2 separate regions of the Sus scrofa genome follow, and region 2 is linked to region 1. Evidence: chromatin contacts called from public HiChIP or PLAC-seq data. All regions are on one chromosome and are shown on one strand. The core of a region is the stretch at or near the end of the contact, and the rest is flanking DNA. Distances in the headings are between cores, read along the strand shown.

The links. HiChIP or PLAC-seq counts read pairs in DNA pulled down with a chosen protein or histone mark.
Region 2: an H3K27ac HiChIP or PLAC-seq map of skeletal muscle shows a contact between it and region 1. The contact joins two enhancer-like sites. A contact is called at or near these places in 1 of 47 Hi-C or Micro-C datasets (epiblast stem cells) and 1 of 2 datasets of contacts at active chromatin or transcription factors (skeletal muscle).

Annotation. Positions count from the first base shown.
Region 1 is chr2:96,319,251-96,323,509 of Sscrofa11.1, reverse strand. All of the region lies in intron 3 of LOC102159394 (a long non-coding RNA gene), which reads right to left. Among named protein-coding and RNA genes, the nearest start is that of MEF2C, 100 kb to the right of the region's middle. Within about 2 kb of position 2,554, at least 2 of the 83 cell types and tissues checked have an H3K27ac peak or open chromatin away from gene starts, as enhancers often do. A contact at or near this core is called in skeletal muscle, where this site is marked.
Region 2 is chr2:97,008,718-97,012,976 of Sscrofa11.1, reverse strand. The region is part of intron 4 of LOC110259422 (a long non-coding RNA gene); the gene reads left to right. Among named protein-coding and RNA genes, the nearest start is that of CETN3, 580 kb to the left of the region's middle. Within about 2 kb of position 2,451, at least 2 of the 83 cell types and tissues checked have an H3K27ac peak or open chromatin away from gene starts, as enhancers often do. A contact at or near this core is called in skeletal muscle, where this site is marked.

The sequences.
Region 1 (4,259 bases), core at 1,305-3,804:
GACACATATCCTGCTCCTCTTTATTTACTTTTTTAATATAAACTACTTGTGTTTTTTAAATCAGCGGCTTAATCAGAGGCTCTAAATACTCTATGAGAAATTGCTCCTTTCTCCTCCCTTGGCTACATGAAAATAAAGATGCTAGCTATGGCAAATTTTTCACAAGGATTTCCACTTCCTGAGATGTTTAATTGACAATGGAAATAACAGTTATCACAATTATCACAATTATATTGATTTTCTTTTTATTTCCATTAGCAACTTTTTGTTAACTTTTCAAATTATGCATCCTTAGCTTGACCCACTTTTTAGATGCCTCAGGCAGCAAATTTGGGACTTAAAATTTGAACTTACAATTGCTATATTTTTAATACAACCTAAAGGTGTTCGTAGGGAAACATAGATCTAGATTAGAAAATACAGAGTTGTTTTATGAAAGCAACTACCCTTTATAGTTCATATATCTTTTCAACCTTAATTTTTCCTAAAATAATTTTTCACTAATGTTTTTAGCTAATGACTTGTTCAGTTAATTGGATTAATTTTAATAGGTTATTAAATTGTGCCCCTTTGCTAGCTATAAGAATGAAAATATCTTAAAATTTATGTATGTTAATTTAATGTTGCAGTATAAGTATATGCTTTTTTATTTTAATTTATACCACAAAGATTTCAGACAGTGTAAATGGGATTCCAATTCCTATAAGAAATTGTTGAGATTCAGGAATCATGAACCATGCCTAAGTTCTTGGAAACTATGTGTCTGCTATGGTGGCTGTTGGCTCCTGTGAATGGAAAAAAGTGCCACAGAGAATTTCAACCAACATGAAGCAACTGTTCCAAAGAATGTGGCTTAAGATTTTCAAAGACCAGTCAGACAGTTAAAGCATGCAGCTGTACTAGAAGGTGACCAAGAATAAGAATAGATGAATCAAATAACAAATGCATTACAAGACAGGTTTGAATTGCCAGGACTAAGTTAAGTTTTTTGTAGTTTTACCTGAAGAGCATTCATATTTCAAAAGAAACTAAATTAAAATAATATAAACAAACGGAATAAATTTCAAAAATGAGCAGCGGTAAATAAAATGGTAAATAAATCCTGTCCCAAGTCAGAAGTTATCCTGACAATGGGAAATACCTAAATCCTATATGTTCTTTTGAGGATAACACATATGATAATTTTAAATCACACTAAAATTCAACTACAAAATTCTCCCAGAATAAATTAGCTTCCAAAAATCAAACATTTTCAGAGAGCCTATAAAAAAAAGATAAGTGTGAAGTGTAGGCCTTCTGTGGAATCACCAAAATCTCTCAGCTCTTTATTCTTCTTTCTAAAAAGTTTCCCTGCCGAAATATAATTTAGAGAACATGAAGAAAATAAATGTAAGATGAGCCAAAAAAAAGTATGAGGCCTGAAACTACAATGACAATTTAGGGAATATAAATGTTATTAAACTTCAACTCATTTCTTCCTGGTGAATGCAACCCATCATCTTCAAAGGAAATAGGGCTTGACCAATGCCGTTGTGAATTACTTATACAAATTAAATATGCCACTTCTACTGAAAACTTTAGGTCAGCAGCAGATGTTGGTAAATTCCTACAGAAATGCATGCCCAGAGAACGTTTTTTTTTTTCTTTTTTTTTTAAATGGCAGAAATCTGCTAGCTATTCCTGCCTTATCTGCAACAGCTGAGCAATCTTTCAGTGCCACGCGGAGACGGAAAACTTGGCTCAGATATAGCGTGGACAAGCTTGCCTTAATCACATTGCTCTTTTACATGTGCACAAGGACATCAACATTGACAGTACAGAGTAAAGCAGCCATTTGCTGAAAACAACTGTCAACGTTGTCAAGTTTTTGGAACCTCTTATAATGTGATTTGTATGACAAATCTTGTGGCATTTTGTTTGTCAGCAACAGTAGTGAATTTCCATGTATCTGGGAAGGCAGGAGAACTGTTCAGAAGTGGATTCGGTTTCTTTACACAGACTGCGTTAAAGGAAAACAGTTATTAATTTTTAAATGACAGATTTCAAATAGATCCAGAATTTTAAAAGTGGAATTTCGTTAAAAAAAAAAAAAAAAAAAACACAAGTCGATTTCCCCCCTTCCACTCAAACCTTGAAAAACTGCAATAGTAGTTCAATTTTCTTTTGTTGCACTCCAGGTTTTGAAAACTGTTACTGTAAAAATATTAATATTTTCTGAGACTGGGATCTGTGGCAATAATTACTAGGGTGTGCTTGAAGTGACAACAGTGAGTTCAGTCCTCTCCTCCAAAGAATTAGGTGCGCACTGCCATGCAGCTCTTGAAAACGGATGTAGCAAGTTACAGCTAACCTAGCACACACACCGGTGTTATTCAACAATGTGCCTATTAAGAGACGATTACAGAGATCTTATGGTTCATTAGTTTCTCAACATTTCCTTCACTCCTACTCTGAGCTGTGTTTTTCATACCGCTCTTCCTTAATGTGCTTCACACGTTTGTCCTCGGCCAAGGTCTTCCCCCGTGTGGGTGGAATCCGCTTGGACAGGCCGCATGACAGACAGCACAGCCTCCCTTCCTGCACCTGCTCTGAAATGCCCTTGGGTGTGTGAGATCAGTGTAGCCACCCAGACAGGAAAATCTCAGGTTCTGCCCATTTGCACGACTTAACAGTTCCGTCAGAACAGATCTAATGAGGGAATCTTTTCTGGGCTTCCTCTCATGTGGATCTGGTTAGAAAAGTCCAGAAAAGACATCCTCTCACCCTGTTATGATCCTTTTCCCCCCTCCTCAAAAGATGCTGAACATATTGCCTAGAACCATCTTCATAAATATTAGCTATTCAATAGCTTTTTTAATTGAATTGAATTGAAATGAACAAAACAGAGACAGTTAAAGAAAGAATGCTTCAAATTCCATGATACCCAGTTCTCCCTCCTGTTTTCCTTCCCTTTATTTTTCTGGAAAAGTACTGGATGAGGTGCCTAGAGCAGCAATAGAAATATAACACAAGCCATAAATGCAAGTCACATAGGTAATTTTAAATTTTCCAGTACCCATATTAAAAAGTAAGTAGAGGAGTTCCCTTGTGGTGCAATGAGTTAAAGACCTGGCAATCACTGCAGAGGCCTAGGTTGACACTGTGGTATGGATTCAATTCATGGCCCAGGAACTTCCACATGGCATAGGCAAGCCAAACAAACAAACAAACAAACAAAAAAACCAAAAAAGAAAAAGTAAATGGAAACAGATGAAATAATCTTAATAAATTTATATTTAACCCAGTACATCCATAATGTTCTGTAAAATATTTCTGTTTTAACTCACAACATAGAAAACAAACATACAGTTACCAAAGGAGAAAGGTGCATGGGGGGGAAATAAATTATGTTTGGGATTAATATACACACAATACTATATATAAAATAATCAACAGGGAACTACTGGAGAGCACAAGGAAATCTATTCAATATTATATAAAAATTTATATGGTAGGAGTTCCCATCGTGGCTCAGTGGTTAACGAATCCAACTAGGAACCATGAGGTTGCGGGTTCAATCCCTGGCCTTGCTCAGAGGGTTAAGGATCTGGCATTGCCATGAGCTGTGGTGTAGGTTTGCTATTTCCTCTTTCATTCCCCAGATATCCCTCACTCTTTCCTTTTTCCTTTATTTTTTTTATTTTTTTTATTTTTTTTGCTGGTTGCTAGTTAAAAATCTTACAGGGAAAGGCTCAATGTGTTCTATGGTTTAAAAAACTACTCTGAAATGCTTAAGGTATCAGTCTTTTCCCACCCAATAGCAGTTTATCTTCATGTAATCCTACACTTGGGATAATATCAACAGCTTCCTTTTCTGAATGGCCACTATTTCTAAAAGACACATTCCATGGGTCTGGTACCCTTCTTCCACCTTCTAGCTGGGCTTTGATACTTCCAGACTAGAGCTTAGCTGAGTGTCAAAGATAATAATGTAGAGGTAAAAAGGCAGGACCTCTGTACCAAAATTTATTTTAAACATCTAGTTTATCCTCTATTTATAAAAACAGTTAAAATTGAAAGTTACACATGTGGTTGAAATTCAATTACTTTTTTTTAGTCCAACTTAAAGGTGTTCACAGGAAAACGGGGATCTAGAGTGGAAAATGAGGAGTTTTATGAAAGCAACCACCCTTTCTAGTTCAAGTGTCTTTTCATCTTTAAGTTTTCCTAAAAGAATTTTTTAGCTAATATTTTTCACTAATTAACCTGCTCATGGGTAG
Region 2 (4,259 bases), core at 1,202-3,701, 690 kb before region 1:
CCATTGGTGTTCACTATGTTTCCACATGAAAACTGGGTCAAAATGTGTACTTGCCCACACATAGAGGTCTTTACATTCCAACTGCTTTCCAAAATGTTTCAAGGCAGCTTAATAACAGTTGTGGTTATGTGAGAGAAGATTTCTGGGTAGCAAAGAGTCTAACTTGTTGATAGCTGAAAGACGGTATTGATGGTTAGTGATGTTTTTGTTAGATGGAGATACTAGACATTCCCTAATCCCATTGCAAAGTACCAATGAGAGAATTTTAATAAGGCTTTTTAAAGATTCTATCTGAGAAAATGCATATGAATTTGGTATAGTCCCTGTCCTTTGGGCAGAATTTTTAACACTCTGAAATACTCAACATCTTTATGTACCAGGTAAGATCTACTTTCAACAGTTTAGGCCTGATATAATTAAGAAAAAAGTTTTCTGAGATATTCATGAGTGTAGAAAGGAGCTATGGATGTTTTCAACAAAAGAGTTCAATTTCTTTGAGTTCTATATAAGAGAAAAGAGTAATGTCAAATATCTTTAGAGGATTTTCCAACAATCTTCTCTGCCAGAGAATTATAGACTACTGTCATTTGCTCCATCTACTCCTTTTTTTTTTTCCTCATGGAATCAGGCTACAACATCAAAAAAAGCTTCTAATCTAGACTTTTATAAATTAATTTGCTTCTGATTAATAGGACAATTTACATTTCATTAATCAATTATTTTGAGGACTTATGAGGCACATTTTTATGTTTCTGTTAGTACATTTTAGTGGGCTTTTGTTTGTTTGTTTTGTTTGCTTTTTAGGTAATAGAATGACACCCTGATCTAGCAAGTTGTGTTATTTTCATCATGGGTATTTCTCACAGGATATTCACCTCTTGGTATATTTTCTTCCATTTCATAATTTAAGTGGCTATCATCCTTGTTGTGTCATAGAAAAACAACTGTCCCCTACCAAATTCTTACTAAAAACAAGTAAAATTGATGAGATTTGTTGGATTCTTTTCATCTAGCCAAGTGGTTTTGCTTCATTTGGACAGCGCTTCAGCAGTTACTGTGACCACATCGATGAGTTATTTCTCGCCAACTGTGCAGTTCATCCTTGCATGTATTACCCACGGATATTAAAATGATCTTCATCGTAGTCCTTGCTTTAATGTTTTTGACTATCACAATCATTATCATCCGAGGAGTCCCAGCAGCATTATTTAGAGATGTACACTAGAGGGTGGTGTTTTACCTGGACACTAGACTTATCAATGCATTGGCTTTGAGGAAGAATGAAAAAATGTCTCCAGGAAATGTTCCCCATGTTTAATGTTACATAATTCTCAGCACATATGCCCCATTAACAAAGTTGATAAACCCCAGGGGATGGAAGCGGAGACTGAGTCACTTGGCGGCCTTGCTATCCCATTTCTTCAACACGTTCCTGTAGGTGTTTGGTTTTCCTGAGCTCCACATGCAGAGTGTCACTTGAAAACCAACACTGATCACTGGGTGAGAATATATTTGACTCCAACTACAGGGAATTGGAAAGCAAGTGAGGCAACTAGTGAATGTGAGTAGAGCTATTAAACTCACCGCTTCGATTTTTAAATCCCCTGCATTGTTTACATATATTTCTATGGCTGACCCGAGAAGAACAGAAACCATCAGTACTGGAGGGAAAAGTTCTTTTCTGGCAGCTCCTGTTTCTGTGCTTAGCCCCCTCTGGTTTACATGTAGTTTAAAAAAAAAAAGTTTCCAATTTAGTGCAGCCCCTCTTTCATAATGTTTTGCATGAAATGATCAAAATGTTTCTAAAGGTACCCCTCCCCATAAAAATATTCATGTCAATGATAGGTTAATTTTTTTTTTTTTTTTTTGCTTCTAGGCTTTTATCTTTGTGTTTTTCTCAATTGATTCTTCTAATATTGGTAAAATCTGTGCTCAAATTATGAACTCTGTTGTAGTTTCTCAGGACAAAAGTCTAAATTTTCACTGACTTTTACTTGTGAAAAAATACCTCAAAGCAGGGAAAAAAATCTCAAATGTGTTTCTCTGAAATTTCCCTTCAAGAGAAATGTATTCTTCCTGCTCTGACCAGGGGAAATTTCCTTTTAACACAAGGAAGTCTTCATCTGACTTATATTCTTTATTATTCTTTACCACTATCTGATTCAGAAAGACTGCTGGAATCAAGATCTCCTAAAATAAATTTTAAAAGGGTAATTTCATATGACCGAATTAAAATTGAATTGACCAGTTCCTATTAAAGTTAAACCCTGTCCACTACTGCCAAACTCTCTATTGAAGTCTAGGTACACACTTTCCTTCTAATGTTCCTTAACATTTGGCTCTGCTGTTCCCATGCTCCCCTTTTTTCAGTGATACGATAACATTGCAATAATACTTAAACGCTGACACAACAGAAACCCTTGCCAGTTTGGCTCTCAACCTTGGCAAGCTTTTTGTTATAGTTGCAACCGGCTTACTCCTTGAGTTGTACAAAACTTTCAGAGCTCCTCTACAGCATGTCTTATAAAGAAGACTAAAAGGAAAAGTAAGAGAGATGCTAATTTTAGACAGAGAATAGTAAATAGGACAATAAATAAAAGCTCTGTTTTGGCACATTGGAACTTTCTTTTTTCCCCTTTGAAATGTGTGATTCCTTTTCCCAAATGTTGCACTAGATTTATTTTTAAAGGTGTCATCTATTTCCATTCCAGTGCTATGTCATCTATAATTTAAATTTATGAGATAAATCTTGAGGTTCACCAGTTGGAGCAGCTGGAGAATTCTAGCCACCTTGCCATTGAAAATGCAGATTTGCTGAAGGTTTTTGTGTCTGACAAGCCCCACTGAAAGCACCTCATTCCCTTTCCTGACAAGTATCCATCAACATGTAATATTTATTCTTCTGTTTTAGTTTCACTACAAATAATTGGCGGTCCCTCAGCAAGAAGACAGTTTCCTGCTGAGGCAGCACCACCTGTATAGCTTCGCCAAGCCGAGAACAAATGCTCTGAGAAGAAAGTTTTCCTAGAACTGATGGGTAAAATGAATGAGGGATATTTACTAAAAGGAGGAAAAACCAAATCTGCTCCTTTAGTTGCATCATCATTTTTAGTTCTCCAGTCTTCCTTTTATCACTGTCAGAATAGCAACTGAATGTTTATACATATATTTTATGGCTGATAAGTAAAATATTCTTGTTGGAGTTCCCTGGTTGCTCGATGGGTTGGAATTTGGCATTGTCACTGCTATGGCTTGGGTTGCTGTTGTAGCACTGTTCAATCCCTGGCCCTGGAGCTTCTCTGTGCCATGGGTACAGCCAGAAAAAAAGGAATAAAAATATTATTTTAACTTGTCTTCCACCACCCTTCTCTAGCATGTGCGTGCTTTCTCTCCCTTTCTCTCTCTCTCTCCCTTTCTCCCTCTCTCTCTATATATATGCATATTATATATAAACATGTATATACACACACACATATATCTGAGCATTTAACTTCACAATTATTATCTTATTGGACACAATCTATGGGTTTGCAGTGATTTACATTTTTAACGTCCAGCAAACATGGATATTATATACACAAAGGTAGCTAGTGTGAGTGATAGTGAATTAGATTGACCATGGCCTTCATATAATTGTCATGAGCTCTGGTTTTCTTGAAACTCTCAGACCTAAATCCCCCTTGTTAGGAAAGGAGATATTCTTAAAGAATTATATTTCTATGAAATGTGCATGGTTTTCCCTCAAGCAGAAAAATGTGGCAGGTAAATGAAAAAATAAACAAGTTGGTATATTGATTTTTTTTTTTTAAATACAGGAAAAACCAGAGTGCCAATTCAGGTTTACCTTAATTTCTATTGGAGGAGTCTTTAAACTTTGGGCATCAGAATTGCGTATGGCACTTCATTACAAACTGAAGCGGTAGTTGTTTTCTCTCAATTTCTGGGGAAAAAAATCCAACTGTTATTTAGTATTTCTCCTATTTTCAGCATTAATTTCATGATTAGTTTCCAGTGCTTAATATCTAGCATAACTTACATTACAGAGAGCAAAATGAATGAATGAGTAAGGGAGGGATATTAAAGTACAAACACACCAATGCCTGCATAAAAACCAGCTTTTGGTGAATGGACCCCAATCTTCTTGTTTCTTACTTTGCATTCTATGCATTTAATTTAACCTTAACATTAATAAAAAATAAAATCCCTAGTGCTGCACACCAACATTTATGCTGAATTATTCTGATGAGATGGAATTGATT